Regions from separate parts of the Mus musculus genome. Here region 2 is linked to region 1. Evidence: chromatin contacts called from public HiChIP or PLAC-seq data. All regions are on one chromosome and are shown on one strand. Each heading gives the region's core, a stretch centred on a gene start, on an enhancer-like site or on the middle of the called end of the contact. The rest is flanking DNA. Distances are from core to core; before and after follow the strand shown. Region 1 overlaps Ntm (neurotrimin). Region 2 overlaps Ntm (neurotrimin).

Region 1 (7,037 bases), core at 4,250-6,749:
CAGTTAAAGTAAACTGCCACCATCTCGCTCTTTCTTGAGTTTTCATCTCTTCCCTTGGAAACCTTACTTACACCTGCCCTCAGAGTCCTTCAATAATCTGTTGACATTTGTCCAGCTGTACTGAGTACCAAACAGACACAGTGAGTAGCTGTGCTTGCTCCATCTTAACTGCTACTACAAATCCAGTACGGAATTTAAAATACTTACAGTACGATTGACTGAAAGTCATATCATTTTAATGATTATTAATATGAGCATGCACATTCAATTTTAAACCCTACAAGTGAGCAGATGTCTCCCACTGTTCTGTTCATGGTAAAGCAGAGCAGTCAGGAAATTGGGAACTGAAAGTGGTAAGGGATATGACTCCAGAGCGTCGAGTCAGTGTGCTAGGGGTTATTAAGGAAGTAATAAAGATGCTTCATTTAGGGGCTCGAAATAGGCTTTGAGATCCTGAACAAATGGCTTTAATCACCAAATCTATAAAAACATAGGTAAAGAATGAATGTTGACCTAGCCAGCTAAGTGTATTGTGAGCAGATGTGTCAAATTTACTTTTATTTATTCATTAATTTTTTTCAGCAGCTGTATATTGTTTTTAACTATACCCCACAGATGCAGACGTATTGCTTGCATTCCACAAACCTTTAGTTAGAGATCACTAACCATTCTATTTCAATGTAGTGATCACTAACATGGGACACAGCAAAGTATAACTAACACAGGACACCAAACTTCACAAAGATGAAATCTAAACTGTAACCTAAAAGAAACCCAAGACCACCTGAGAGGGGAGAGAATTTCAAGTTAGGAAGAGTCAAAACCCGCGTCAAAGATGAAATAACCTTCTTCAGTTACCATCTATTGTTTCAGGCAGACCTGAGAAATTATGGAAAAATACATAGAAAATGAGAAAGAAAGTTGTCAGACAATGAAGGGATATGCTGGAATCCATTCTGGCGTGGCATTAACCGAAACAGATGGCAACACTCCACTAATATTATTAAGGGAATGCATTCCAAGTGGAGATCTATAGCAAGTTTTAGAATTTCGAATCTCAAAAGACTATTCTAGAGGCTCTGAAATACAAGAGTACATGTGTTAAATGGTGTAAAAAGGATAGAAGCGAGACCTCATTTAGAGGTAGAATATGTCATACTTGCAAGGTTTTTGCAGTTGGGACATGGTGTGAGTAACTACTAGTTAGTAGTGATACCTTTAGGAGTAAGAGTTTGAAGATTCTGTGTTAGAAAGATCAAAATTGGGGAGCATTCCAGATCTCTCATGACCATGTTTGGTTAGCCATTGTAGCCATTGCATGTGTGAATATAAGTTTCATGCAAGAGAAATAGGGCTGAGAACAGAATGTTTGAGTTGCTGCCATAGACCTGGAACTTCAAAGCAGAAGAATAAATTATATGGCCTAAGAAATGACTGAATAGTCAAAAAGAATATAAAGACTGCATGGAACTGGTCTCTGAAGAATCTAATGTGTAGAAATTCAGGAAAGTATGGGAATCTACTAAGGAGATTTTAAAGGTGTTACCAAAGAAACAAATGTCAATTCAGAGGTTATGATGTAATAGACTCTAAGATGACCATTTAAAGGAGATAGCTGTCAACTTTGTAAATTGCTGCTGAGAAATCTTTTAAGAAATTGCTTAAACATTTGCAGTGAAGTCGGAAAGTTGGCAGTCATTTGATGGCTTTGGGCTGGAGACGGGGAGCAGAGAGGTGTGAACAGGTGCTAGACTGGACTGTCTCAAGCAGGAACCAAGGGTACAGGGTTTCAGACAGCACATTTGGACAGACATTTAAAGCAGCGTGACTATGAATACAAGTCCATGGAACACGGTGCTGATGAGACAGATCGTTGAAAGGTGAAGGATGAACATTCATAGAACTGGCCCAGCACAGCAGAAGCTGATGACAGGCACATAATGACAGTGGAGACCAATGATGGAGTGACTCCTTTGAAAAGGTAGGCAGGGTAATCACATTGTGGCAGGGACAGGATCAAGTTATTTACACTAATAATATAAGATAGAAATAGAAGTAAGTGGTAAGGGCTTTTCTGCATGAGGAATTACAAGATAGGTCAAGAAGTCGAAGGTTTATCACAAGGCAGTAAAGGGAGAAGAAAGGATGAACAGGCTGGATCAGTGGATTTGAGACCCAAGATGAAAGAATAATTGTTGTTGTATCCAGTTATGTACCAAATGTTGTAGAAAGACAGAATGTTGTGGATACAGTGAGATGTTCAGATTTGTGACTTCGCAGGTAATAAAGTTCCAGGCAAGTTCTGGGTTTAAAATGTGAAATAGGTCACAGAAGAGATCAGAGGAAAGTGTCATGAAGAGTCGTGAATAAGGGAGTCAGGTTTTGATCAATTGTATTTCTGGACAGCAGGTCTCTGAGAATAATGTAGAAGTGGGACTGGTGATAGGAACTCTAAGCCAGGATAAAGATGTTCCACAAATGAGGAGAAATTGCCAGGTCAACATAGAAATGTGAAGAAGAGACACGCGTAATTATTAAGATGACAAGAGCCGCAAAGTCACAGCTTTGAAAAAGATTCAGTCTACAACTTTTGTTAGGAATCAAAGACACCAAGTGACTATAAAGCATGTATGTTATTTGAAAATTGGTAGCTTCAGCTTGAAGGTCTGTAGGGCCATACAGATTCTCAAATCCTCATGACAGGGCCAGGCTGGTATCTCTCCAAGAATACAAGGGCATAAAGGAGCTAATGACCATGTATACCAGCATCCAGAGTGTACAATGGGAGTCCTGGGAAAGGAGAGGGAGAGTGTGGACTTAAGACAAAGGGAGGGTTAGCTGAGCCATGAACTATAAAACTGATGGAAGCAGGCGACTGACGCTTAGAGTAAAGGTCAGTGAACCACTGCTGATGGGCCAACTCCAACCTGCTGGCACTTTTGTATAGCTATTTTTTTTTTCATTTTTGAATTGTTGAATATCAATCAAAAAAGGAGAATAGAGTTTCTCCTCTATATCCATGGATTTTTGTATTCATCTCCTTAGCTATCCACCATCCAAAGTTATTACATCTGCATGAGACATTTATAGAACACCCTTTCTTATCATTACCCTCCAAATAACATAGTGTGACAAAATATTTGCGTAGGTTTGTAGTATGCGAGACTTTGTAGATAATTTAGAGATAATTTAAATCCTACAGAAGGGTATATGTGATTAGAGTACTATCTGCAAATACATTTTACATTTGGCCCTTAAACCTCTGTAGATGTGGATATCCTCAGGAGGCCTTGGACCCAATCCCAAGTGGTGGCTTAGGATGCAACACACTGTATCTTATAACAAGTTAAAATGACCTGACATTTAAATGTCATTGTCTACAATTAAAGCTTTGTTAAGAGGCAACCACAACCATGTGGTTTCTGTGTCTCCTCTGATGCCCTGTCAGTGGTGTTCAATAGTTGTCACAGAGGCCACATGGTCTGCAGATCTTAAAATTGTTACTCTTCTGTACTTTACATAAAAAAAAAAAAAAAGACGTTGGCTGGCCCTATTCTAGAAGATATGTCACTTGTAGAAAAATGGTGATTCAGTCTTGTGCTGTGGTCTTCAACACATTAGAGGATGTCAGACAGTGTATGACTGTGGTAGATTTCTCCTGGGGGTGGCATTGATGTAAAGCTTCCAGCGGCAAACAGGAGTTACAGAAGCAAGCCTCTGTACTGCCGAAGCAACTGAACACCTGCCTTTACCAACCACTTGCTTTTCTTGATTGACTTGCACTTTTTGATTTGCTCTCTGAGAATGTTGTACAAGGTGCTTGGATTATGTTCTCTTTCTTTCCCTGAACTCCTCCCAGATTCATTCCCTCTTCAGCTCTGACTCAACTGTGTATCCTTGTTTTCCAGTCCATCACGTGCCACTTTGTGCTACCCCAATATTCTTGGATGTGTGGCCTCCCACTGGAGCATGGCCAACTTCTAAGAGGCTATGCTCTTAGAAAAAACTGACCATTCCTCTCTTACTAGCTAAGAATTGCCAATAGCTATTGATAGAACTTCATACCCACATCTCTCAGAGATGGGCTTTGGTCTGGCTTGGGCTAGCAGAGACCTTGTACATGCTTAACATGCAATTTTATCAGCTGCCTCTCTCATACTCTCATCTCCCCTTAATGCTCCTCCCCTCCTTTCTGCCTCCTTTTTCCCCATGCTTTCAGGTACTGACTCCATTCTGTTATCCCACTGTACTGCAGAGGGTCACAGTCAAAATTTAGATGCAGTGATTGGTCTCCTGAAGCTGAGTGTTAAACAACATTGACAAATGACTTTTCATCAGTCAGAGTGGCCAAAATTCTCATGTCAGAGAGCAATAACGCTGGATTCTGATTGAGTGAAATGCCCCATCCTCTCATTAGTTAGGATTAAGAGATAGTAAGAGTTACCAGGTGTGAAGATTTGAGGATTGCATGTTCATGTGATTTACAGGGAGCCATAGACGGCAGATAGGGAGAGCAGCATTGTCAGTGGCAGGCACCATCCTAGATCCAGGAAAGACATCTTAGGCTCTAAACATCTTGAACAGGAGGTGAGGGCTAAATCTGATGCTCTCGAATGGCATTACCCTGCTTGGCTGAATTCAGCACCTTCACTGGCAATCAGCTCTTTCTTGGAACCATCTCCTCCAATGCTGCTTCCCCTTCCTGCACAGAGCTACTCTCCATGTGGCACGTGTCCCGTGTCCCCACACAGAGGTTCCCCTTCCTTTGCAGAGCCCCATTTCTTGTTGATGGCAGCACTTTCCCTCTGCCTGTCCTAGGAAGGTAAAGAGCCTAATTACGTTGCTCGCAATCACTGCCTACTAATTACAAATAGACAAAGCTGAATCACCACCAAGCCGATTCCACTCAGAGACAAAAAATTAACCAGATTTAAGACAGCTCTCATAGACTCTTCTGATGAGGACACACTGTGTCCTCATAGCCAGAGGAAACAGGGACATGAACAAAGAACCTTTAAGGAGGGGCATTTGTGAAGACAGCAAAACCCAGGTCTAGATTTTTTTTTCTCCATACAAAGTGTGAAATAAATTATTTTTGTCTGAGGGTATTTTGAGAAGTCTTTTCTATGTGTCCACACCTACAAACATAAAGAAAGAAACAAACAAAGAAAAATCTTAAGAGGTAGATATCAGCCATTTTCTTAGAAATGAGAAAAGACAGTTTTAAACCGTTCATGATGGCTGTGTCAGCCATCTAAATCAGTCAGCGATTTCACTTGATTTTACAGTCACTCAGTGACTTCAATGTGCTTAACTCTGTTGTAGGTATAGAATAAATAAAAGATTCCATTCTCTTGAAAAGTAGTACACAACAAGGCAGTGTTATCCCTGAACCAAAACAAACAGAGGCATATACTGAGTGGAGACAAGGGAGGACGTGTGAGGGTCAAAACAGGGTTCTCACAAGCACTGTGCCAGACAGCTGTGAAGCCTGCGTAGATGTTTAAAGTGGACAAAGCAGATAAGACATTCCAGACACAGAGAGGGAGATTCAGACACACAGATCCATGTACTGCCTGGTATTTTTAGAATGCGGCTGGTGTGTCTGGTGCATTTGAGGAAAATGCTAAGGAACAAACCTGGAGACATAGGCGAGGGCCCAAGAGAAGCTTCTGTATAGCATAATGTCAGTCATGTCAAGCAGAGAATGAATTTAAATAGCAACTGATTATTGCTATTGCCAATATTTAAGCAATCCTAAGTTGGGCAATAATAGAATTAACAAATAAGCCAGACCTACCTATGAAGTTAGATAGAGAGAATAATGAAGGCCCAAATGAAGATAATAGCATTAATGAAGAGGTGCAGAGAGCACAACAGGAAGTGTCAGTGTGAGGGTGGGACCCCTCCACCAAGGTAATTAGATTGAAGGTGTAGAAGACATAAGATAATATGATTCCACTTCACCTCAGGAGAACTGGGAGTTGGCAGAGCTGTGAAAGGAGATGAGAAGAGGAAGTGGGGAGTCTAGGCAGTCAAGTCTTGGGAACAACAGATGGGCATTTCCCTGCAGATATGAGCCTGGGGTGCAGCAGGCTCCAAAGTTGGACTGCAGACATGGAAACCACGATCTTGGCTAGGAATTTCCATTGGAGGAGCAGTGTGAATTCAAAGTATGAATTAACTGGCAAGAGAAGATGAAAGCAGAGGAGGGCTGGGGTCTTATCAAATGTCACCATTGAGTACCTACCCCAAACTTCTGTGGCTTTTTTTTTTCCTTTCTAACCCTGAAGACCTCCTGGGTGTCAATTATTCTTCTAGGGTTTTCTCCAAATTTTCTCATATAATCCTCATACCCAGTCTATAAACAGTAAAAGAATATCTGCATTTTACTACAAAGAGTGGTAAGATTGGATAATTTTCTCAAGCTTACCTACTTCCTAAACTCCTGGCTATAGGCAGAAACCAATGCTACATGTCTTCTCTTACTGTGTCACTTTGTATCCAGTTTCCAGATGTGTTTACCGGGACAGGTAGATCTCATACAAAGTAGCAAAAGTAGCAAAGCATACTGGGAAAATAAGTAAGCGCTTCTGTTGTTTTCCCTACCCTTTTCCTGTTAGAGATTCCATGTGGTTGAAGAATCCTACCTATGTATAATGTATAGTGTATAATGGAATTAATAACAAAGTTGAAAGGAATTCACAAACAGATAGGCAAGGGGTCTGCACATGCTCCAGGTAACACAATTAGGTATGAAGTATTTGTGTTGATGGCTAGGTTTGGGCAACTGTTTGAAAACATACACACACATACACACACACACACACACACCTTTTTCTCCTACGTGAAATCTTTAATGATGGATGACAAAGTTTTCAATCATGTCTCTTTCTTTCTTGGCTCAAATGTTCCTCTTCCTGCCATTCTATGTGTATGTCCATGCGACTTCTCCAGTTACTACCCTCTGCACAGGGCCGGTATGCATCCTTTCTGGACCAGTTGCAAATACAGACACAGGATTTCCATCTCCAGTT
Region 2 (6,894 bases), core at 2,679-5,178, 78 kb before region 1:
TAGCCTACTGGACCTGGCAGACTATCTCATTTCACAAGTGCATTCCAAGAAGGGTCCAATAACTATAGATTGCCTGTTTCCAGCATGTTCTTCACTGGTACCTAAGCCTGCCATTCTTAAAGGTGGTAGTACCTCCAAAGCCACATTTTTAAAAAGCAGTGTTGGGCTATAACAGCTTCAAATGTTGGATTTCCTCTCTGGCAGTAACATTGTACAATGACATGTTCAGTTGTACTTGTACTGAGCTCTGGGGAGCTGTTGGGGTCATGATTGCTGCTGCTGTGAAGAAATCAGGTTGAGAGAGAGAGAGAGAGAGAGAGAGAGAGAGAGAGAGAGAGAGAGAGAGAGAGAGAGAGAGAATGAATGAATTAACTAATTAACTTCTTACATTTGGCCAGTCTCTCCTTTTGAAATGACCTGTGAAAAGTGGCTCAAGTTTCAGCTGTGTATGAGATCATTAATGATGGAGAATGGACCTGGGACACTTGTAAGGGCAGAACTACCTAAATGTACAGGCTTTTACAAGTCCACACACCCCATTCATCACATCTTAATGTCACTGCATCCCTTGTGTTATCAGATGCTGGGCCAGTCTGCCTTTTGAGACTGAAGGAACATTTATCACCTGGGGTAGACATCCTTTGCTCATGCCAAGGGACCCTGTCTCTTGTTTGATGCCCTTTCTCAGTTCCATCTCTGGCCAGTGAGATCTTTGTCCTTGGACTGATGTTTTCTAGCCTTTTTTCCTCCAGATACCTGCTTCTGCCCAATTCTATTATGCCAAAGGCTCCTGTACACTTCTTGGGTCTTTCATTTTTCTCACAATCTCTTAAATATCTGTTTTAACTTCATGTTACGCTTTCCTCCCCTCTTCTCCCAAACACTCCATTACGCCTTCTCTTTCATTGGATGCTCGTTCTGCTGTGTTCTGAGGTCCTTTGTTCCTCCTTTTGTGACCATCAAGTTAATTCACTTCCCTAGGAGATTTTCATCTGAGCCTGGACCAGATGCTGCCACTTTCCTGAGGTTTTAGCTGCTATGGAAACAGAAGATGGATCAAGGGGAGAAGAGCAGGCTGATCAGAATCTACCTGCAGATTAGAGTAATTTAGATGAACAGCTTTGTCCAGATCTGGGGCCTAGATTAGCTGTCCCACTTTCAGACTGATGAGATGTGCCAAGCTAGAGCTAATCACCTCGAGACACACTGGGGAACAGTGTTCCTGGTGATGATTCTTTGGAGATCAGAGATGTCATTGAGCTGCTGCCAAATCTGAACTGAAGCTAGAGACCCTTAGCAGTCAGGCCTTCATCTGTAGCCACTAAATGTTTCCAAGAAAGCGCTTATTTTAAATAAGCTAGGGCAGGCTTGGGGCTCCTGAGAGAATCATGTGCACCTTTGCTGAATCTCTAGAGGCAGTGAGCCGTTGTCATCTTTGTCTCACTCCTGAAGACAGATCATATCTTAGTCAAATCATTCTTACATAGATGTGAAATTTCCCCCAAAGAATAGCTGACCCAGGCACTTGGGGCAATCTGATGACTTCATTGCACCTTCTCCCTCTCAGTTTATTTGCTGGTTTTGTACAGTTCTGAAAAAAGCTTGGTTTTGTCTATTGAAAGCCATCAGGTGCAGCTCACAACAGTCACATAAGGTCTCATCTTCAGAATGAGTACTTCCTCCAGTCATGACCACCTTCTTTGTGAAAAGGTGATATATAAATGTGGGCTGTTCTTTCAGGAAGGCTCTGGTATATTGATATAGGAGTGGATGTCTGCTGGATAAAAGGGTTAAGAGGCCTGTCCAAGCCATTCAGTAGGCAACGGAAGTGCCAGATGTCTGGAAGAAGGATGGAGAGGAAGATAGGGCCTCCCTTTGAGCAAAGTCATTTCTCTGGTGTTATTTATAGTGTGATGCCTTTTCTATTTCCTCCTCATGGCTTCCTACTCTTAGAATTCAAGAGAAAAGTGATCAGTTTTCCATATAATTGTGGTTTTCTGCACATTTGTTCTGGATATAAACTTATTGTGTACACTACCTTGGACCCTGGCCTTTTCAGGAAGGAAAGTTCTCATTTCATGTCCTCATAAGAAAGAGCTGTGGCTTACCCCATGAAAGCCCAAGCCAAACTCCCTACTAAGGGTCAGTATGTGTACAGGTGCAGTCAGAGAAGCTAGGCTGCTTCCTGCTCAGGACTCTGGGCTTCATCTTTCTCGTTATGTAGACACACTTTAACGCGGTCTTATTCTCAGTTTTCTCTGAGTATGCAGAAATATTTTCCCTTTTAATATATCCTGAAAACCACTACAGTAGGCTGCTTCACTTCACAGGAAAGTGTTCCTATATCCCTGATACCAGATTCATTGAGGGGCCCAAGCTTTAGAGAGACAGTTGGAATTCTTACCTTGTTACATGCCTGGTGACCTACTTGAAGCTCAGGAAAAGGTTTGAGTCCAGTCAAGAATCTATGGTCTTTTCACAACTTTGGAACCAAGAGCCACTGAGCGCCTGATAGAGTCCTCCATGTGCAGTGATATTCAGTACCTGTTTTTTTTCCTATTAAAATTCTTGACCCATTACATCCTCTTCTAAAAAACCCAAATAGTACCGTATGCCAAGGCAAAGCAAGATGCACTGAGAAAGTCCACAGAGCTGATACGTTCCAGACCTGGTTCAATTGGAACATCTCTGTTTCAGAAATTCTTTGGGGACACAGTCTGCTTCTTTTGCTTTCTTGACCTTGTGCATATTCCCTAGGGCATAAACACCATGTAGAGTATACTGTTGGTGTGGTATACAGCACTGTTCATTGGTACAGCTCCTAAGTGGCATATCACTTCTCCCAGTGCAATGCTCCAGTCTTACTCCTGGAAGTTCTCCTCCACTATGATATTTAGAGAGGGATCTGGCATGTTTTCCCCAGTGGAACCCTTAGCCAGACTCCAGGACACTTTGCAGTGGGCCTTTGTAGGCCCTCCCAGACCTTCCTGAAGTCACTTCAAGGGAACCTGGCATAGTGGGAGGCTGAAAGGTGGAGTCCATCTTCAAGTTCATTTTCGCAGAAGAAGACTCACACTTGCTTTGATATCGGGCCGTTTGATACACTCTGGGTCTTGGTGCCATCAACTGCTGAGATGTGTGTTTCTAGAATATGTTCTTCATCTTGCTCTTCCAGGACAGCTTAAGCCTTCTACCATTTACTGTAGTTAACTGCCTCGTGTGTGGCTCCTAAGCACTGTATTCTAAAGTAGACAAGAGGACAGTAGAATATATGTGAAAATGCTCCCATCCTCTGCTTTGAGTAAAGCAAAAGGCAGTTAATTGGACAAAAGAAAATCCTCATTTTAAATGCATGCATCCACCCTGCCTCTTCTCTTCCCTAGCTCCTTATGCTTGGTGGGTAAATAGAACGTAGGCAGGAAACTGCACATTCGTCTCAGAGTTACATACATGTATTAGGGTAGAATGACAGGAAAAGTGTGTCTATTGACTTTCAAAACAAAGCCTCTTAATGCAACACAGGCTGGGTATTTGCATCCATGTCCACAGAACTTCTGCGTTCATGTCAACAGCCTTTTCCTGTTGTCACGTCTTCCTCAACCATGCTTGAGGAAGCCTAGTGGAAGATTGGTAGTCCTTATTTCTGAACACTTGAATAGTCAACAAGCTGCTGAGAGCAAAGTGACCCTTTACATGGGCTCTTTCCTTGTGAGTGTCCTGAACCACACACCCGCTACCCTGTCGACCACTGGCTTGCCTGGTTTCCCATTTGTCAGCACTGACAAAGCGTCCTCCCAGCCAAGCAGGACACTGACGCATTAATTGGCACTGGAGGTATCACAGCTTGAGTTCAACCAGAGCTGGCAGGCTCTATGACTCTGTGACAGCTCTGTGAAAAAGTGTCAGGAGTGGAGCTCTGGCATGCCATCGGCTGACTGCAGCACCCTGGCACTAATGAGCAGCCTGTCAGCACCAGCATCAGGCCCTGTGTGGCATGGGGATCATTAGGACAGCAAACGAAAAAGTTCCTGGCAGAGAGAAGCTGAGGGAGCTAAAGGTGTCACCTTACCTGGACATGGCACTGCCCCAAAATGAGAGAGAGAGAGAGAGAGAGAGAGAGAGAGAGAGACAGAGAGAGAGACAGAGAGAGAGAGAGAGAGAGACAGAGACAGAGACAGAGACAGAGACACAGAGATACAGAGATATAGAGACAGACAGAGACACAGAGACAGAGAGACTCTGTAAGGTGTTCCATGCTTTTGGGTTACTTTTAGAAACTCTGCTTGATTGAATCACCTTGTTATTAATCAGAGAAGGCTGGACATCTTTTCTGCACTGACCAAAGGGGTATTGTTTAGCTCTCTAGTCATGGCTGTACCATAAAGCTATAAAGTGTATGAGAAAGAAAGACTTGGGAGAGGAGAGAGAACTGGTATTTACTCTTTTTGCTTCTTGTCTGGGCAGCTCCCTGCCTGGGAAATCTGCTGAGAGTTGTTTGCCACCTGCCTGTCTTCTACTGAAATATCAGAATCTAGATAAGCCATTAGAAGAACCTGGCTTTATCTGTGTCTTTGTCCCAAAAGTGGACATGGGGGTTCCCTGGGCATCTATTCAATGTAAATGCTTCCTGATGGCAAGGATGGAGTACACAGTACTTTGTGCATTCTTTTGCACTAGGCTCTTCAGAGCTGTATGGTGTATCTTCCATTTTCTGGGGATTTGGATGTATCAGATGGAATTCATTTCTATGAAAGTTTGGATGAGAGGTCTGAGAGAGTTGGGCATTGAAAACATATCCAGCTGGAGAGAAGTTGTCACTTCCTTGTTAGTGGCTGGGTCATGCTGGGCAGTGGTCACGAAATCTGAAGCCTCACTTCTTTCTTGCATTAATTCCTGCTTCTTGCAATGGTACCTAGACTTTTCATGACCTCACTACTCTCCAATACCATATACAGCATTGTCAAAGCAACAGCTCAGACAAGCCAACACATGCAGGAAGACCTCACTGTGACCCATGCCCTCTTCTCTACTTAGATCACTCTTTTACTCAAGAATTGTATTCTTGCTTCAAGACCAAGATACCAAGTTGTAAGCCTCTGATGATATTCCTTAGCCACAGCAAGTCACTCATTTCTCTGGGATCCAAGAGCACTTTCACACATTTCCAATCAGGGACAATGGCTTTTTTTTCTAGTCACCCACAGAGATCTGATATTCTCAAGTTACCTAAGAGATCCAGGATCTAAGAACAGTCCTTACTGAAGCCATTTTGCTTCATCTTCAAGGGCTGCTGCAGGAGCACTGCAAGGGATAGTGGCAGGAGAGAGTAGATAATGCTGGGGAGATGGTCCTATCAGCCCTCATATTTCTTTGCATCCACCGAGAGTTTCTGTCTGGTATGGTTGTACATGTGTTCAATCCAAGAAACATAGGATGCAGAAGCAGGAAGACCACCACAATACTGAGGCACTCCTGGTTGACATAATAAGTTCCAAGCTAGCTAGATCTAGTTATGAAGTGAAACTGTGTCTCACACCAAAACAAAAATAAAAATAAGCCCTTTGGATATAATTTAAACTCAAATCAAATCTTAGAAGGTAAAGAGTAAGACACCAGAGCTTCATTTCTTTACATCATTTAAATCCTTTTAGTATTACGTGTGTGTGTGTGTGTGTGTGTGTGTGTGTGTGTATGTGTGTGTGTGTGTGTGTGTGTGTGTGTGTGTGTGTGTGTGTGTGTATAACTCAACACACACAGAGCCTCAAGCTCTGTGGGCAACTTGGGAAAGACAGTTCTCTTCTTTGACCAAGTGAATCTTGGTTCTCAAATCAGGTTGTCAAGTTTGATGTCAAGTTCTGCTTACATATAAGTTATCTCATAGGCTCAAATATTGAAAATGCATTGTTGTAGTTAAGGTTTCTATTGTTGTGGAGAGACACTATGGCCATGGCAACTCTTAGAAAGGCAAATATTTCATTGGTGCTAGCTTTCAGCTTCAGAGGCTTAGTCCAGTATCCTCATGGCAGTGTGCAGGCAAACATAGTGTTGGAGAAGGAGCTGAGACTTCTACATCTTGATCCACAGGCAGCACAAGTAACTGTGAGCTACACTAGGCATAGCTTGAGCATATGAGACACCAAGGTGTCCTCATAGTGGTGCATTTCCTCCTTCAAGGCCACACCTACTCCAACAAGGCCACACCTTAATTATGCCACTCCCTATAGGCCAAGCATTCAAACACATGATTTTATTATGAGTATTTCTGTTCAAACTACCACATATATACTCTACTCCATGTGTACTGGGCCTTTTTCCTTATTATCAGGTTTTGAACCTAGGACCTCATGCATGCTAAAGTTCTACCTCTGAGCTGTATCTCTCAGCCATGTTTATATAAATTTTGAATGATAATCTTGTCAGAATTTACAAATCAACCCAAGAAATGTCTAAGTAAAGGTCTGCTACCCTCCCATGATCTGTACCAAAAGCATAAATCCTTAGACTATTCCTGTGGGAAACATAGAGAGTAATCTACCACTAACATAGTTAGGACAGTTTCACCAACGTAAAGCACCTGTCACCTTCACAACTTATGTTAACATAAGAGCTCTATGGCTAGCTGCTATGCCCTTGGCATAGAAGTAGTTAATCAGTGTCTTCCTCAGTCTTCACCCCTTTCTAGTTAATACAGATCCTTAGTGAAAATTCCCACTGAACCTTAATTGGCTACCAGAAGGACCAGGAAAAATCCTACTGAAACAGATATTACACTGGTCAATTGTGGTCAGAGAAGAAAGTGATGTATCACCTTAAAAGAGGTAACCTGTTCCAGGCACTATGGCTTATACATTATTGGTTCTGATACATAGAGAGAGTCATATACTATGATGAACA

The links. HiChIP or PLAC-seq counts read pairs in DNA pulled down with a chosen protein or histone mark.
Region 2: an H3K27ac HiChIP or PLAC-seq map of heart atrium shows a contact between it and region 1, with 6 read pairs. The contact joins two enhancer-like sites. A contact is called at or near these places in 1 of 484 Hi-C or Micro-C datasets (nephron progenitors), 2 of 115 datasets of contacts at active chromatin or transcription factors (PVALB interneurons and heart atrium) and 2 of 9 other capture datasets (adipose tissue and pancreatic islet).

The regions. Positions count from the first base shown.
Region 1 is chr9:29,024,308-29,031,344 of GRCm38.p6, reverse strand. All of the region lies in intron 3 of Ntm (neurotrimin), which reads left to right. Among named protein-coding and RNA genes, the nearest start is that of Gm15520, 7.7 kb to the left of the region's middle. Within about 2 kb of position 5,499, at least 11 of the 459 cell types and tissues checked have an H3K27ac peak or open chromatin away from gene starts, as enhancers often do. A contact at or near this core is called in heart atrium, where this site is marked.
Region 2 is chr9:29,101,160-29,108,053 of GRCm38.p6, reverse strand. The region is part of intron 3 of Ntm (neurotrimin); the gene reads left to right. Among named protein-coding and RNA genes, the nearest start is that of Gm15520, 69 kb to the right of the region's middle. Within about 2 kb of position 3,928, at least 18 of the 459 cell types and tissues checked have an H3K27ac peak or open chromatin away from gene starts, as enhancers often do. A contact at or near this core is called in heart atrium, where this site is marked.